Linked DNA regions of Mus musculus: region 2 is linked to region 1. The links are chromatin contacts, called in public promoter capture Hi-C maps. All regions are on one chromosome and are shown on one strand. Each heading gives the region's core, a stretch centred on a gene start, on an enhancer-like site or on the middle of the called end of the contact. The rest is flanking DNA. Distances are from core to core; before and after follow the strand shown. Region 1 holds the start of Traip (TRAF-interacting protein). Region 2 holds the start of Lamb2 (laminin, beta 2).

What was found. Promoter capture Hi-C pulls out the DNA fragments that hold promoters and counts their contacts.
Region 2: a contact with region 1 is called in a promoter capture Hi-C map of liver. The contact joins the promoter of Lamb2 here to the promoter of Traip in region 1. A contact is called at or near these places in 3 of 39 promoter capture datasets (the SN4741 cell line, cranial neural crest and liver), 2 of 115 datasets of contacts at active chromatin or transcription factors (bone marrow-derived macrophages and double positive thymocytes) and 1 of 9 other capture datasets (pancreatic islet).

What each region holds. Positions count from the first base shown.
Region 1 is chr9:107,949,489-107,953,235 of GRCm38.p6, forward strand. Traip (TRAF-interacting protein) reads left to right here and starts at 1,475. Exons shown (of 15, transcript NM_011634.3): 1 at 1,475-1,684. The coding sequence starts at 1,587. Camkv (CaM kinase-like vesicle-associated) reads left to right here. Exons shown (of 11, transcript NM_145621.2): 11 at 1-203.
Region 2 is chr9:108,477,713-108,481,815 of GRCm38.p6, forward strand. Lamb2 (laminin, beta 2) reads left to right here and starts at 2,150. Exons shown (of 33, transcript NM_008483.3): 1 at 2,150-2,262; 2 at 2,346-2,431; 3 at 2,566-2,738; 4 at 2,826-2,961; 5 at 3,044-3,117; 6 at 3,522-3,710; 7 at 3,792-3,855; 8 at 4,096-4,103. The coding sequence starts at 2,347.

The DNA.
Region 1 (3,747 bases), core at 225-2,724:
CTCTCAGCAGGTGCCCTTGGTCAGACCCTACCACAGCCTGAACAGGCAGCCACGCTGGTCCTTGCCCTTGCTCGGCACTCCATGGTGGTCCTGCCCTTCTCCCTGCATGCCTGTGGGTCTGCTCTGGTATGTGAAGGTTGGTGGGCTAACTGTGTGCCTACTGAACCTGGCAAATAAACGTCACCCTGCAAAGCCTCTGGCCACCCTCTTGCCTTTGCTTCCTCTGTCCTCTTGGGGAGGAGCCTATGGAAGGCAGTGCGGGAGGGACGAGGCTGTGGGACGATCAGTTTTTGGGTAGCGGTTGATGCTTAGTGTGTTGCTTGGAGTGAGAGTGGAGGTCACCTTCTCCAGTGTCTACCTGGATGATGTTGATGGGACTCCTCTGGACGCTAAAAATCCCACGAGAGTGGTGTGTTTCAGCTAAAAACTATCCCGAGCTGAGCGCCGAAGGGCTGACGCTTTTCCGATTCTTGTTGACAAAGAGCCTTTGTCTTAACTTGGACTTAGAGGTGGAATCTACTCAGGGCCAACCACTATAGGAAGTGACCTTGCGCGTGGGCACAGTGGGGAGAGGGTGGGATTGCACAACAGTTCTGTGCTTCTTGATGCCTACTTCCTGTGAATACCTGTGCTTTCCACTTAGACCAAAAAGATTTCATTCTGTCTTCCCCGGCTGGAGCAGACCTACTTTATAAAGTTATGTATGCTTCTTCTGAGGGAGTAATACTGCTAACGATACCGTAAAAATCGCTAAGGAGCCTCGCTTCAACTCAAGATGGCCTTTCTCAGGGAGGACCTTAAATTATCTGATGTGGGAATAATAAAGAGGGTTTGTTATTTCCTGGTCTTTGAAGCATCTGTACCTCCAAAATCACCATCCTACAGTCTCAGGTATGAGGCATTCTGGGAGGAAAGGGCTAAATTACTAGCTCCAGTGTCTACCTAATCTCAAAGGTTATTAGGTCATATTTGAATAAAGCCAGGACTAGTGTAGTGGTTCGAAGGGCTAGGACTTAATGTGTCCACCTTTCCAAGATGATCCATAGTAGAAGGTTTAGAAAGTGGGGAGCCCTCTTTCTGTTTGGGAACTGTGGGCTGCCAGCGTATGGCCTATTACTTTCCATAGCCATGGTACCATCATCCCCTTTTCTTGGCATTCCAGTCTATTTGACTGCCCTGAAGTGCAGCAAGAAGGGGTCTGGTTCACTTCGCACCGGCTCTAGCTTGAGACAATACCCGGCTTAGCAGGGATAGGGGTCAGACTGTAGTTTCACTGTTTTACGCCACAGGGGATCGCAGGGTTTTGCGGTAGAAACAGGGACCCACTCCCAGGAGACCCGAAGGAGCTAAATCCCAGGATTCCGCACGGCTGGCGGGCTGCTTATCACAGCCCTCCAGCGCCCCGCCCCGAAGTTTGTCCAATCAGAGGGAAGCACTCAGGCGTGGGTTTGTTATTCCTTCCGGTTCACTACCGGAAGTCGTGCGGTGGAGCGAAATTTGAAGGAACCGGAGCGGTGGCCGGTTCGGCCACCAAACTGTGTCTGTCGCTGGCAGCTGGTTCCCTGGGCTGCTTGAGTCGAGCCATCATGCCTATCCGCGCTCTGTGCACTATCTGCTCCGACTTCTTCGATCACTCCCGTGACGTGGCTGCCATCCACTGTGGCCACACTTTTCATCTGCAATGGTGAGTGACGGCGGTGTAGGGCCCCGTGCGTGTCCTAGAACCACTTAGACGCTATGGGGGTGTCGGGCCTAGAGACAATCCCTCCTCCGAACTAAGACAAGTGACGACGACATTAGAGGAGCCTCACGGAAGCTTTCCAACCTGGGCCGAAGTGGGCCAGGTGGAAGTGATACCGGTAGCCCACGGTGAAAGAGTGCTTCTTTATTGCGCTAAGAAATGACTTCAAAACTATTAGTTTGAGCGAAGATGAGCTTTTACTGCACTAACGAGCTATTGTATTTTATTTGAGAGTCAAGAGACAGACCAACAGCCGGGCGGTGGTGGCGCAAGCCTTTAATCCCAGCACTTGGGAGGCAGAGGCAGGCGGATTTCTGAGTTCGAGGCCAGCCTGGTCTACAGAGTGAATTCCAGGACAGCCAGGGCTATACAGAGAAACCCTGTCTCGCAAAACAAAACAAAAAAAGAAACAGACCAATTTATGCTGATAGGTTTCTGGCAATCTTTAAGGGTCTGTCGTTTGCTGGAATGCTTTGGATTGTTTCTATCCAGAAACACCTCGTTGATCAGACACTCCAGTACACCTGGCTTAACTTGGAATGGCAAGGAAGTGTGTTCCTGTCGTCGAGGGGTCCTGATGTTCAGTTGTCTTGTGGGTGACGAAAGAGTCCCTTTGCAACTGAGCAGGCTGATCCAAAGCTCCCAACCAAAGAGAAAATAAGGTAGAAGAGAGGTCTCCTTTGGGAGACTGGGAGGTTTTTGAGGGGCAATAGGGCCCACAAAGCAGGAAGTGGTGTGAACACTTCTGGGTGTCTCCCATTTGCAAAGCTTTGTTTAAAACCGACCTTAGAGTCTGTTGTGTTGCATATCCCAGTACAGGCTGGGGAGGAGGGACAGTGTGGAGACTGAATGATTGGGAGTTTTAAGGTTAGTCTCAGCTACATAAGTAAGGCAAAAGTCAGCCTGAATTTTCCCAGACCTTGTGTCAAAAAGACAAACAAACAAAACCACATAATACAGTGTTGTGTGGCCTGAGCTCCATTCCTAAGGAGCCATTGTGTAGTTAGGTTAGAAGTAACCCCGCCACTAAAGCTACTTTGTATCACCTGCTCTCTCCCTAAGCTTTCACCTTGGACTTTCCTGTGTAATTATGTTTTAGGTCTGTTTCTTGAAATCATATTTGGCTTTAAAAATTTGGTACTAAACTGAACCTTTTTAAGCCTTAAGTGTGAGCTTACTGATGAAATTTGTCATATTCAGTATTTTCTATCTTGTTCCACCTGTTGGATTTTGTGGGGGTTTTCTTGTCTTTTTGTTTGCTGTTTTCAAGAAAGTGTTTCTCTGTGTAGCCCTGGCTGTGCTGGAACTCACTCTGTAGACCAGGCTGGCCTCGAACTCAAGCTAGATCTGCTCACCACTGTCTCCCAAATTTTGGGATTAAAGGTGTGCGCCACCACACCCACACCTAGCTGATTTTTTTAATCTTATTTTTATTTTAAATTATGTGTTCTATGTGTATGTCTTTGTGTGGCTATGTGCATATGAGTATGGGTAACCTCAGAGGCCAGGGTCATCTGATCCCCGTGGGGCTGGAGCTAGACAGTCGTGAGTCACCTGATAAGAGTGCTGGGAACTGAACTCAGGACAGCCGCAGGAGCAGTACCAACACCTACTCTCAACCAGTAAGCTGTCATCTCTCCAGCCTTTTAAAACAGACAAACAAACAGGCCTTGCTGTGTAGAGCTCAGGCTGACTGAATTTCTGGTTCTGTTTCTTCTGCCTCCTAGAGCTCAGATTGCAGGTATATGCCCCACCTCCCCTGTCTCTCAGATCCATGTCCTGTGCCTGGAAGGCAAGTGTTCTACTACTGGTTATACCCCAGGCCTTATAGCTATTTTTTGTTTGTTTTGTTTTTGAAACAAGGTCTTGCTATGTAGTATTGGCTAGTTTGGGATTCATGGCAGTCCTCTTGCCTCAGCCTTCTGAGTGCTGTGATTGCAGGTGAGAGCCACCACTTCTGGCTTCCACCTGTGCACTTTGTCTCACGTACCCTTGGCTGGCCTTGA
Region 2 (4,103 bases), core at 900-3,399, 530 kb after region 1:
CCTTTCCCTTGAACCCTGTCTATTGCATAGGGTTCTCTAAATGCCTCCCACAGATTATATCCTATAACCTGGACATAGCAGTCATAAATTTGGAGCATTTATCAGGAATGGGCACAATGTTACTGAGCCATACAGGGAGCCCCAGGAAACTATAGCTTAGACTTGGGGATGCAGGAAGACAGAGTCCACATCTGACCCTGCCTCACCAACTCCAGGATATCCAGGCCACAGCAAGCTTCACAGACATCCAGGTCTGGAAAACATTGTTTTATGCACTAAGGCTCTGGGATATGGCTGCCCTGCAAATAGCCATTCGGATCATCCAGTGTGTCTTTGTGGCTACATGTTGACTTGTGTATGTATGTCTGTTCAGAGTGGAAGGCAGAGGTGGGTGGTCTTGATGCTATTGAGGCGTACTCACAGGGCTGAACAGACTTTCCAGGGGAACGCTAGTAAGCTGGCGAGTGTTTCACAGTTGCCTGGGCACGCAGCTCAAGTGCTACAGTGTGCCTGGCATCCATGAATCCCAAGCCTTCATCCCCTGAATATCATGCACATGTCGGGGCACACACATCTCTTACTAAAGAAGAACCAGGAGGGGTGAGTTCAAGGTTAGCCCTAGAAACAGGAGATTCTGTCTCAGAAATAAAAAACAAAACGGACAGCTGGGCATGGTGGCGCACGCCTTTAATCCCAACACTGGGGAGGCAGAGGCAGGCAGATTTCTGAGTTCAAGGCCAGCCTGGTCTACAAAGTGAGTTCCAGGACAGCCAGGGCTATACAAAGAAACCCTGTCTCGAAATAAATAAATAAATAAATAAATAAATAACCCTGTCTCTAAATAAATAAATAAATAAATATGACTCTATGATGTCCCTCATTGGCCGTCTAACCTTGAGACTAGAACTATCATGTAACTCCCTCTAATGCCCTTAGCCCCATCCTGCCCCTTTATCGAGTGATCTAAAATTCTGACCTATCACCTCTAGCATACCAGAGCTTCCCTAGATTGCTCACAGGACTCCTCTAGGTGACAGGAGAGTCTACTCTAGTGACAGGGAAAATCAGCGGATTGACTGCCCCGCCCCCATCCTCCTTTGTGAGGCGGAAAGTTTCCTCTGAACTTTCAGCTTTCCCACAGGCGCCTGCAGCTTCCAGTAATCTTTGCTTGATCTCCAGCAGTCTGTTCATAGCGGTGGCACTCAAAGCAAGCCGTACGGACCTGAACCCACCCTCTTCCCGCCTGAAGTCCCAGGGGTCTGGGTGGGGCGCGCGCCTAGTGGGTGCGCGCATTCCAACCCTCCGCTCCCGGGCTGCCAGGCGACTGGAAAGTCCGGCGTGGATAAATAGTCACAAGATTCGGATTCACTTGTTGCTGGTGGTCCAGAGTCTGTCACCCAGAACCCATCCTCTGGGTAACTGAGTAGCCACAGCCCATTTTAATCAGGAAACAGGCAACCTTTCTCGCAACCCATTTGCTGGAGTGCTTATGGACGGTCGAGTTCCTCGGAGTTCTGTTTCAGGCAGTAGTGCGTGGCCTTTCCAGTATCTCCGAGAGCTCAGTCCTAGTCTATCCTTTGGGGCGTCCTAAACCTTTCCACAGGTACAATAGAATTCTAGCTTGCACCTTTCCCATCCATCTCCCGACTGATGCTGTAACCCTGGGAGCCCCGCGGCTGATTTGTGGTTTCCATAGTGACACCAGGACAAAGGCCATAAGCTCCTTCCATCTGCCTTCCTGATACACAAAGATCACAAACCTCTCGATTTACCTCTGCCACCCGCCAACTCCACGAGCCCTCTTCCTGTCCCCTGAATGCCATGCTTGCCAGCAACCCCTGGTTCACATCGGGACTTAAGGGATCCGATGAAGATATGTGGACCAGGATGCTCTGTCTTTGAGCAGCCTACTCTAATTTCTTTTTGGATGCTCCCTTTTAGTTCCTCGAACTAAGCTGCTTCTTTGCTAAGTACACATCTGCTAAATAAACTTCAGCTTAAAAAGAAAGTGGATGAAGTAACCAAAGTCTGGTTCTTAGGATGAGGGTTGTCTGCAGCGGGCAGGGGTATGGTAGGGGGTGGGGTGCTATCCTCAGTTATAATCCTATTTTAGATCCACTCCGTGTTTTACTTCCTTCCCTTGCTTTCCAACTTTACTCAAAGTCGTCAGAGTCTCTCAGATTGTGGAGGAGTGACTGCTAGGTCCGACCCTGGACAGATTGAGGGCCTGGAGGGACACCAGCCCAGTACCCACACGGTCGGGTCAGCATCAGCCCCAAGGGAGGTGGTGGGCTTTCGTCTGTGGACTCTTTATCTCTCTTTATCTCTATTTTACTTTTCTTCAGGATGGAGTGGGCCTCAGGAGAACCAGGGAGGGGCAGGCAGGGACAGCCTTTGCCATGGGAACTTCGCTTGGGCCTACTTCTAAGTGGTGAGGGGGCCTGGTGAGGCCTAAGGTTGTGGGATGTGATGGTAGGTCCAGGGGTGGCAGGCTGTTCCCAGGGGCCCAAGGGATGGGGCTAGTCACCAGGAGTCCTGCTGAGCTGATTGACCCACTGTCCTCAGTGCTGGCTGCCACATTGGCCCAGGCCCCGTCCTTGGATGTACCTGGCTGTTCTCGAGGAAGCTGCTATCCAGCCACCGGTGACCTGTTGGTGGGCCGTGCGGACAGACTGACGGCCTCATCCACGTGTGGCTTGCATAGCCCTCAACCCTACTGTATTGTCAGTCACCTGCAGGTGCTTCTGGGGCCCCAGAGGAGAGGGCTGGGTCAGGGTGGGGTCGGCCCCAGCTAAGGTACCTATCCTACACTCCACCCAATCCAGGACGAAAAGAAGTGTTTCCTGTGTGACTCCCGACGTCCCTTCTCTGCTCGAGACAACCCAAATAGTCATCGGATCCAGAATGTAGTCACCAGCTTTGCGCCACAACGCCGGACAGCCTGGTGGCAATCGGAGAACGGTGAGCCCCTGAGTAGGTCATCAGGATGACTAGGGCTTGTAACCAGTAACCGCAGAACCTTGACCCCCTATTCCTGCTGCAGGGGTTCCAATGGTCACCATCCAACTGGACCTGGAAGCTGAGTTTCATTTCACCCACCTCATTATGACGTTCAAGGTGCCTGCGCGTCAGCGAACCCGCCTGATTTTGCTTTGCTTCTCAGTACCCCCTAACAGAGTCCTAGCTCTACAACGAAGCTTCCCTGAGCTCCTGTGTTGTGCTCTATGTGTGAAGCATGGTCACGTCCTGCATGGCTTCCATAGTTGAACACCTCTGCACATGCTCTCTTGTGCCCCATTCCTAGGCTAAGTCAGATACAGTCTCTCTGGGTCTCGTGGTATTTTAACCTGCCTGTCAGAGGTGGCTGTCCTCCCTGGTCTGATCATGGTCTGGCTTTCCTAGTCTTTCCCATGTGTCTGAGATGCTCAGCAGTGATCATGACTAAGCAGAGCTCTCCGTAACCTAGGCTGGACTGAAGTCCTGGTTCCTGCTAGTCAGACATGTCCTCCTTCCCCATCCAGACGTTCCGGCCTGCTGCTATGCTGGTGGAGCGTTCTGCAGACTTTGGCCGCACCTGGCACGTGTACCGATATTTTTCCTATGACTGCGGGGCTGACTTCCCGGGAATCCCACTGGCCCCGCCACGTCGCTGGGATGATGTAGTGTGTGAGTCCCGCTACTCAGAAATCGAGCCGTCTACGGAAGGCGAGGTAAGGGCTGGGACCCAGCTAGTGGGGTCTGTGATGGACGTGAAGCGAGGTTCATTATCTGTGGACTTCTTGCCCTGCTAGGTCATCTATCGTGTGCTGGACCCTGCTATTCCTATCCCAGACCCCTACAGCTCACGGATTCAGAGTGAGTGTTCTACTATGGAGATTGGCACAGTCTCAGTGTCCGGATGGGGACTATTTGGGGCCTCAGTAACTATTTTAGGTGCTTCCTAGGGCAAATGCCAAGCCCAGTTTAGCTCTGGGAGCAATAGAAAAGAGGTCTCCCAAGGTGACCTTGGCAGCTGCAACCAATGGTGGCACTGGTGGGGACGAGGCAACAAGGGGCCACCTGCTTAGTTGGACGAGACCCTCTTCCCTTTCTTAGACCTGTTG